Linked DNA regions of Sus scrofa: region 1 is linked to region 2. The links are chromatin contacts, called in public promoter capture Hi-C maps. All regions are on one chromosome and are shown on one strand. Each heading gives the region's core, a stretch centred on a gene start, on an enhancer-like site or on the middle of the called end of the contact. The rest is flanking DNA. Distances are from core to core; before and after follow the strand shown.

Evidence for each region. Promoter capture Hi-C pulls out the DNA fragments that hold promoters and counts their contacts.
Region 1: a promoter capture Hi-C map of fetal liver shows a contact between it and region 2, with 2.3 times the contacts expected there. The contact joins the promoter of TRAIP here to the promoter of QARS in region 2. A contact is called at or near these places in 1 of 5 promoter capture datasets (fetal liver) and 1 of 2 datasets of contacts at active chromatin or transcription factors (alveolar macrophages).

What each region holds. Positions count from the first base shown.
Region 1 is chr13:32,379,711-32,382,438 of Sscrofa11.1, forward strand. It overlaps TRAIP (E3 ubiquitin-protein ligase TRAIP), which reads right to left and starts at 1,278. Exons shown (of 31, transcript XR_002337524.1): 1 at 1-1,278. It overlaps CAMKV (caM kinase-like vesicle-associated protein), which reads right to left. Exons shown (of 10, transcript XR_002337521.1): 10 at 1,418-2,728.
Region 2 is chr13:31,721,781-31,724,480 of Sscrofa11.1, forward strand. It overlaps QARS (glutamine--tRNA ligase), which reads right to left and starts at 1,420. Exons shown (of 24, transcript XM_021070652.1): 1 at 1,263-1,420; 2 at 970-1,117; 3 at 490-599; 4 at 252-327; 5 at 1-21. The coding sequence starts at 1,379.

The sequences.
Region 1 (2,728 bases), core at 28-2,527, 660 kb after region 2:
CCCAGCTTGCTTCAAATTTGGCTCCACAGCGCGACTTCCGGAAGCGAACCGGAAGTGGCTACAAGGCGCAAAATGAAGTTTGGGCCCGGATTGGACGAACCCTCGGGGGCGGGGCTTAACGGCCTCTCAGGCCGAAAAGAATCCTGGGGCCGAGCGCGGGCCTGAAGCTCAGCGGTAAGTCCCTCGCGGCTCCCGGGAATCGCCCAGTACCAGAACACAGCGTTGGATGGGCACCAGGAGCAGCTACGCCGCCGGCCGAGCCCCTTTCTGGGGCAAGACAAGACGTTACGGTCCCAAGCCGGAGCTGGGCACGGTCTCCTTAGCCCTGTTCTCTCAGCGCAGCCATCTCTGCACTTCGCGAGAGTTTAGAAGAGGCCATAAGGGGGTGGGACGATGGTACGAATGGAGAGCGGGTCCCTTGGGCTCTGGGCAGTTCTCAACCGTATAGAAGACCATACTTCCCGGACCAAAAGAATGCTCCGCCCTCTCAGCCCTCTCAGACTCTTTAGTGGTCCTCGAAAGGACACGGGTCAGGACACTCCCAGCTCGCCCTGGCTCTATACAAACAAGGTTGATGATCCCTAAGTTTAAAGGTGGTGGGGCCGGTATCCTGACTAGCTCCTAGCTCTCAGGAGAATCAGTTTTGCCTCAGTACTGCCTTTTGGAGGCCCAGATCCTTCATAGACAAGTGGCTAACAAATCTTTTTCTTATTCCCATATCAGAGAAGTTATCTTTGGGATCCTAAGTAAGAGCAGCATCCCTGGTGAATTCACCTGGGCTGATCCAGGCTGGAACAAGTATTCCTAGGAGTTTTGATGATTAACTGTTTTTAGTAGTGGTATCCCCCTCTCCCCAGAAGAAACCTTATGCAGAGTCCCATAATGTAAAGCCGATCTGTTCCACCTGAAGTAGACTCAGAGTGAAGTCCTTGGGGCCTACGTGGAAAGCAAAGGTGTTCACAGGAAGGAATAATCAACACAAAGGATAGGACAGAATCTTTGTGTAATGGCCACCCTGCACCCATTCCCCAACCCAGGGAAGCCCACTTTGGCCATGGGCAAGGTCTCTCCCTATGGTGGATGGCCCTTGGTGGGTTCCAGGTCTATGCCTAAGTCAAGATAATGGCTCCTTGTTCAATAGGACTTGTCAGAACAGTAGCATAGAGGTTATTCCTTGGCACAATCCCAGCACAGGACCCACCACCCACATGGATTTCTAGAGTCCAGAGGACCCCTGCCACCATCAAGGAACACACTGTGGTGAGGATGGTCTGTACTCTCAGCCCAAGCAATCCATATGGAACTGAGCACAGACCACTACCTGTGAACCTACTCCCAGCCTTCCCCTACACACTGCCTTTCAGGGGCCCCTCCCCAGTAATATAGAGGAAGCAAAGGCAAGAGGGTGGCCAGAGGCTTTGGCAGAATGAAATTTATTTGCCAGGTTCAGCAGGTACACGGCCCACCGACCTTCATACACCAGAGCAGACCCACAGGCATGCAGGGAGAAGGGCAGGACTATCCCCGAGTGCCAAGTGAGGGCCAGGACCAGTGTGGCTGCCTGCCCAGGCCATAGTGGGGTCTGACAAAGGGCACTTGCCAGGAGCCTCCGTCAGGAAACTGGGGAGCTTTATTCCACTCTTTGATTCCAGCAAAAGCAACTCAGCAGGGCTCAGAGGCACTTAGGCCTCACTCTAAGCCTTGACAAAAGGGGAAGTGGGTCACTGACATAGAGAGGGTTCCTTCTATTTTGTTGAACTGAGAGAGCAGAAAATCTGCCCCCAAGAAGGGCAACCCCCCAAATCAGACTGTGGGACACTGCCATGCAGCTGGCCCTCTGGGATGGAGAGGACTGTGGACTGAGCCTGAGGCGGGTCATATGGGAAGAGCCAGGGGCAGCCCTCCTTGTCTGCCCCAGGGTAAGGACTCAGCTAGGCTGGTACACTAGGTGCTAAGCCTGCACTCTGCCCTCCCAGATCTCATTGCCACATCCTAATTGCTCCTCCTTCCCTTTACAGACTCATGAAGCTCAGGGTACAGGGCAACCACTGCAGGACCCAGGAGGGCAGGAAATAGCACATGGGTCTTGGGAGAGACTTCCCAGGGACAAAGATGGAAGTGTCTACCTTTCTACTCATTCTTTTTCACTTTTCAGGAACCCCTCAGCTACCAAGCAGTGCCCCCAGCCATGCAACCAGTCTTGAAGCATACTGCTTTAGATTATTGCATTCTCTGTACCAGCCTGTTTCACGCCTAGAGCAGCCCACACACCACAGGCACATACCTTCATGTGCAGGAGCCTAAGACCGCTGACAGGGCCTCGCTGGAGGACCAGCTCTCAGGGCAAGGCCACCCAATTTAGGGCCTGGGAGAGGATGGGACCTGCAGGGCCTGCCTGGGGGAACTGTGAGGCAAAAAGGAAAAGGGAACAGGAGCAGGGACCTCCTGAGTATCCCTAGAGCAGCATCCCACAAGGAACAGAAACTGATGAAGCTAGCAAAAGACAAAAGCCACAAGGAATCCATGCAGGGGCTGGGGCTGGTCCTGCCTCTGGCCTCCCCACCACTCACACACATACACACAGGAGATGAGACTGCTCTCCTGTGGCCCCCAGACATGCCCTGTGCTGGGAGGCAGGGGCAGGGGGCAGTGAGGGCATCATGCCAGTGATTCTATGTACAGTGCGAAGCCCCTCATCTACTCTCCCACCCTCTTGCCCATCCCCCAT
Region 2 (2,700 bases), core at 170-2,669:
TGAGCGCAGCCCGAGCCTCTCCTAGAAACATGGGCATAAGAAGCTGCTGAAAGGAAAAGGAGGACACTTCCCACCCTGTTTCTCAAGAAAAGGACCTGGCTGACCTCAGAAACTAGAGCCTGGGCCCAGCCAGACCTCTTTTAAGATGCTCCGACTCTCCCTTCCACCTCCCTCTCACTCATGCCCAGAAGAGAAGGCATGACCAGTGATAACAACATAGTCTGTAGTCCCCTGCCCCAGGTCCTGCTCACCCATCAGCAGCCCCATGTTGAAGTGGTAACGCTCTACAAGGAGCTTGGATCGGTGATGATTTATGGCAGCCTCCACCTACAGAAAGCCAAACCATGAGCTTCAGACATGCTCTAGGGACTGATCCCCTCACCCTGGGACTTTCTGGTTGGTAAAGCAGGGCCACTCCTTTCCAGTATTAAGTACTGAAAGCCACTCCTTAGAATTAAGGAGGCAGCTGACACCTAAGAAAAGACTCACAGCCTCCTCAATCTGCTCTGGAGTCACAATGACGCCCACACCACATTCCTGCTCAAAGTCCATGGTGTTGATTGGGTCCAGGGGATGACTTCGCACATACTCAAGGGCAGCTGAAAAAGGAAAGCCAAGGAGTTTGTGGCATCTCAGCTCCAAGAAGTAGGAAGACAGGGCCCTAATCCTATCCATGAAACCCCAATTAGTTTGACTTCCTGGAAAAGTAAGTCTTGCACTTCACTAGAGAAGCCCTAAGGCCACAGGAAAGAAGCATGTGTTGTGAGGGAAACTCCCTCAGACCTACACAGTTCTCCAGTGGGTCTCACCCAGAGGTGGCCCTCTCCGTCAGTGCCAGGGCCTAAGTTTAGAGAAGAATGCAGAACTAGTAATCTAGAGTGACACTGTGGGTCTTGTCAGAATGGTTAGATAGGGATCTTGGCTGAGAGGAGGAGCTGGAGGTGGAAGCAAGACAGGCAAGGGTCTCACCGCTCAGCTGAGTCTCAGTATGGATCTTCCTACTAGCTATGTAGCTCACGAGGAAAGACAGTCGACGAGGATCCCGCAGTCGCGAGGCCAAGCCATAGAGCAGGGTCCCGGTAGCTTTGTCGATGGTGGAGCCCAGAGTCTGCTGTGCCTAGGGTCAGAGGGGTCAGGAGATAAGCCTCACTTCCAGTAAGAAAAGCAAGAGTGAGACAAGATGGGTGGGTCGGGGTCTGGACCCGGCCCGGAGTTGCCTTGGGGCACAGTCGGCAGCCGGGGCCAAGGACGTAGGTTTGCACCTGGGTCGCCGCCTCGCGCAGCTGCGCGCTCAGAGCCGTGTTCTTGAGCGTCTCTCGCGCTTTGTGCTCGCTCAGGCCGAGGCCGGTGAAGAGCGACAAGGAGTCTAGAGCCGCCATTGCTGGGACGCCGGAAGCCAAAAAGAAACTTTGGGGCCAATCTGCCCCGGAGTTAGCTCACTGACCAATAGGAGTGAGATGCCGTCAGCGAAAGCCAATGGTATCCTTCCTTGGAGGGAAGGGGCGGGGATCTCCAGGATCGTCAGTGACATTTAAAGGGCAGAGGGCGGCCTCTCCCGCCGCTTTACTTCCGTCTTCGTGCTTCAGGTCTCTAAAAGGGATAGTGAGCGGCGGTACTTTAGAGGTGATTTGTTCCAAACCTGGAGCGAAGGTGTTCAGCACCAGGGCAGGAGGCAGACATAATCATGGTAATTTTACTCTTCATCTTTTCTCCTTCAGCCCCGGAAAACTTGGGACCATCCCAGTTTTGTTTTTGGAAACAAATGTCAATGTAGGTCGTGTTTCTGACGTCACACTTTGGAGTTGTCACGGAAACAGCTGAACAAAATGAAGCCCGGGAAATCCGGTCAAGACTCCAGAACAGACGTCTGAAATGGCACATGGATGCGCCCCAAAAGTCTTGGCACTTTTCCAGCTCCACCTGCACGCGCGCACGCACACACACACACACACACCCACACACACACACCCCTAACCAGGAAAGGGAAGGTTTGGGGCCAGGAAGGACCTTGCATGACTTCTGTGATGATTTGGCTTAAAATCTCCTGCCATACTTACTTTTTTTTTTTTTTTGGTCTGTTTTAGGATCGCACCCGCGGCATACGGAGGTTCCCAGGCTAGGGGTCAAATCGGAGCTGTATCTGCGTGTACGCCAAAGCCACTGCAACGTGGGATCCGAGCCACATCTGCAATCTACACCACAGCTCACAGCAAGGCCAGATCCTTAACCCGCTGAGCTGGGTCAGGGCTTGAGCCCATGTCCTCATGAATGCTAGTCGGGTTCGTTAACCACTGAGCCACTATGGGAACCCCCATACTTACTCTTCTTACCGAAGCATGCAAATATAGGAAAACCACAAGCAGATTAGACCTTAAAATCCATATGCAAGTACTTGACAGGATATTTTATTCAATAGTGTGGGACAGAGAAGGTAGAATAGTTATGATGATATGCTTGGGGATCTCCCTAGTCTCTCTTTGGCCCTTAAGGGCCTGCTGGGTGGGAATCATCAGGCTAAAACTGAATGTACAACCTGTGTTTTTGTTTTTATTTTTTTTTTTTAGGGCTGCACCCATGCCATATGTAATTTCCCAGGCTAGGGGTGGAATCAGAGCTGTAGATGCTGGCCTACGCCACGGCCACAGCCACAACGATCCCAGCCACCTGGGATCGTAGGTGCATCTGCAACCCACACCACAG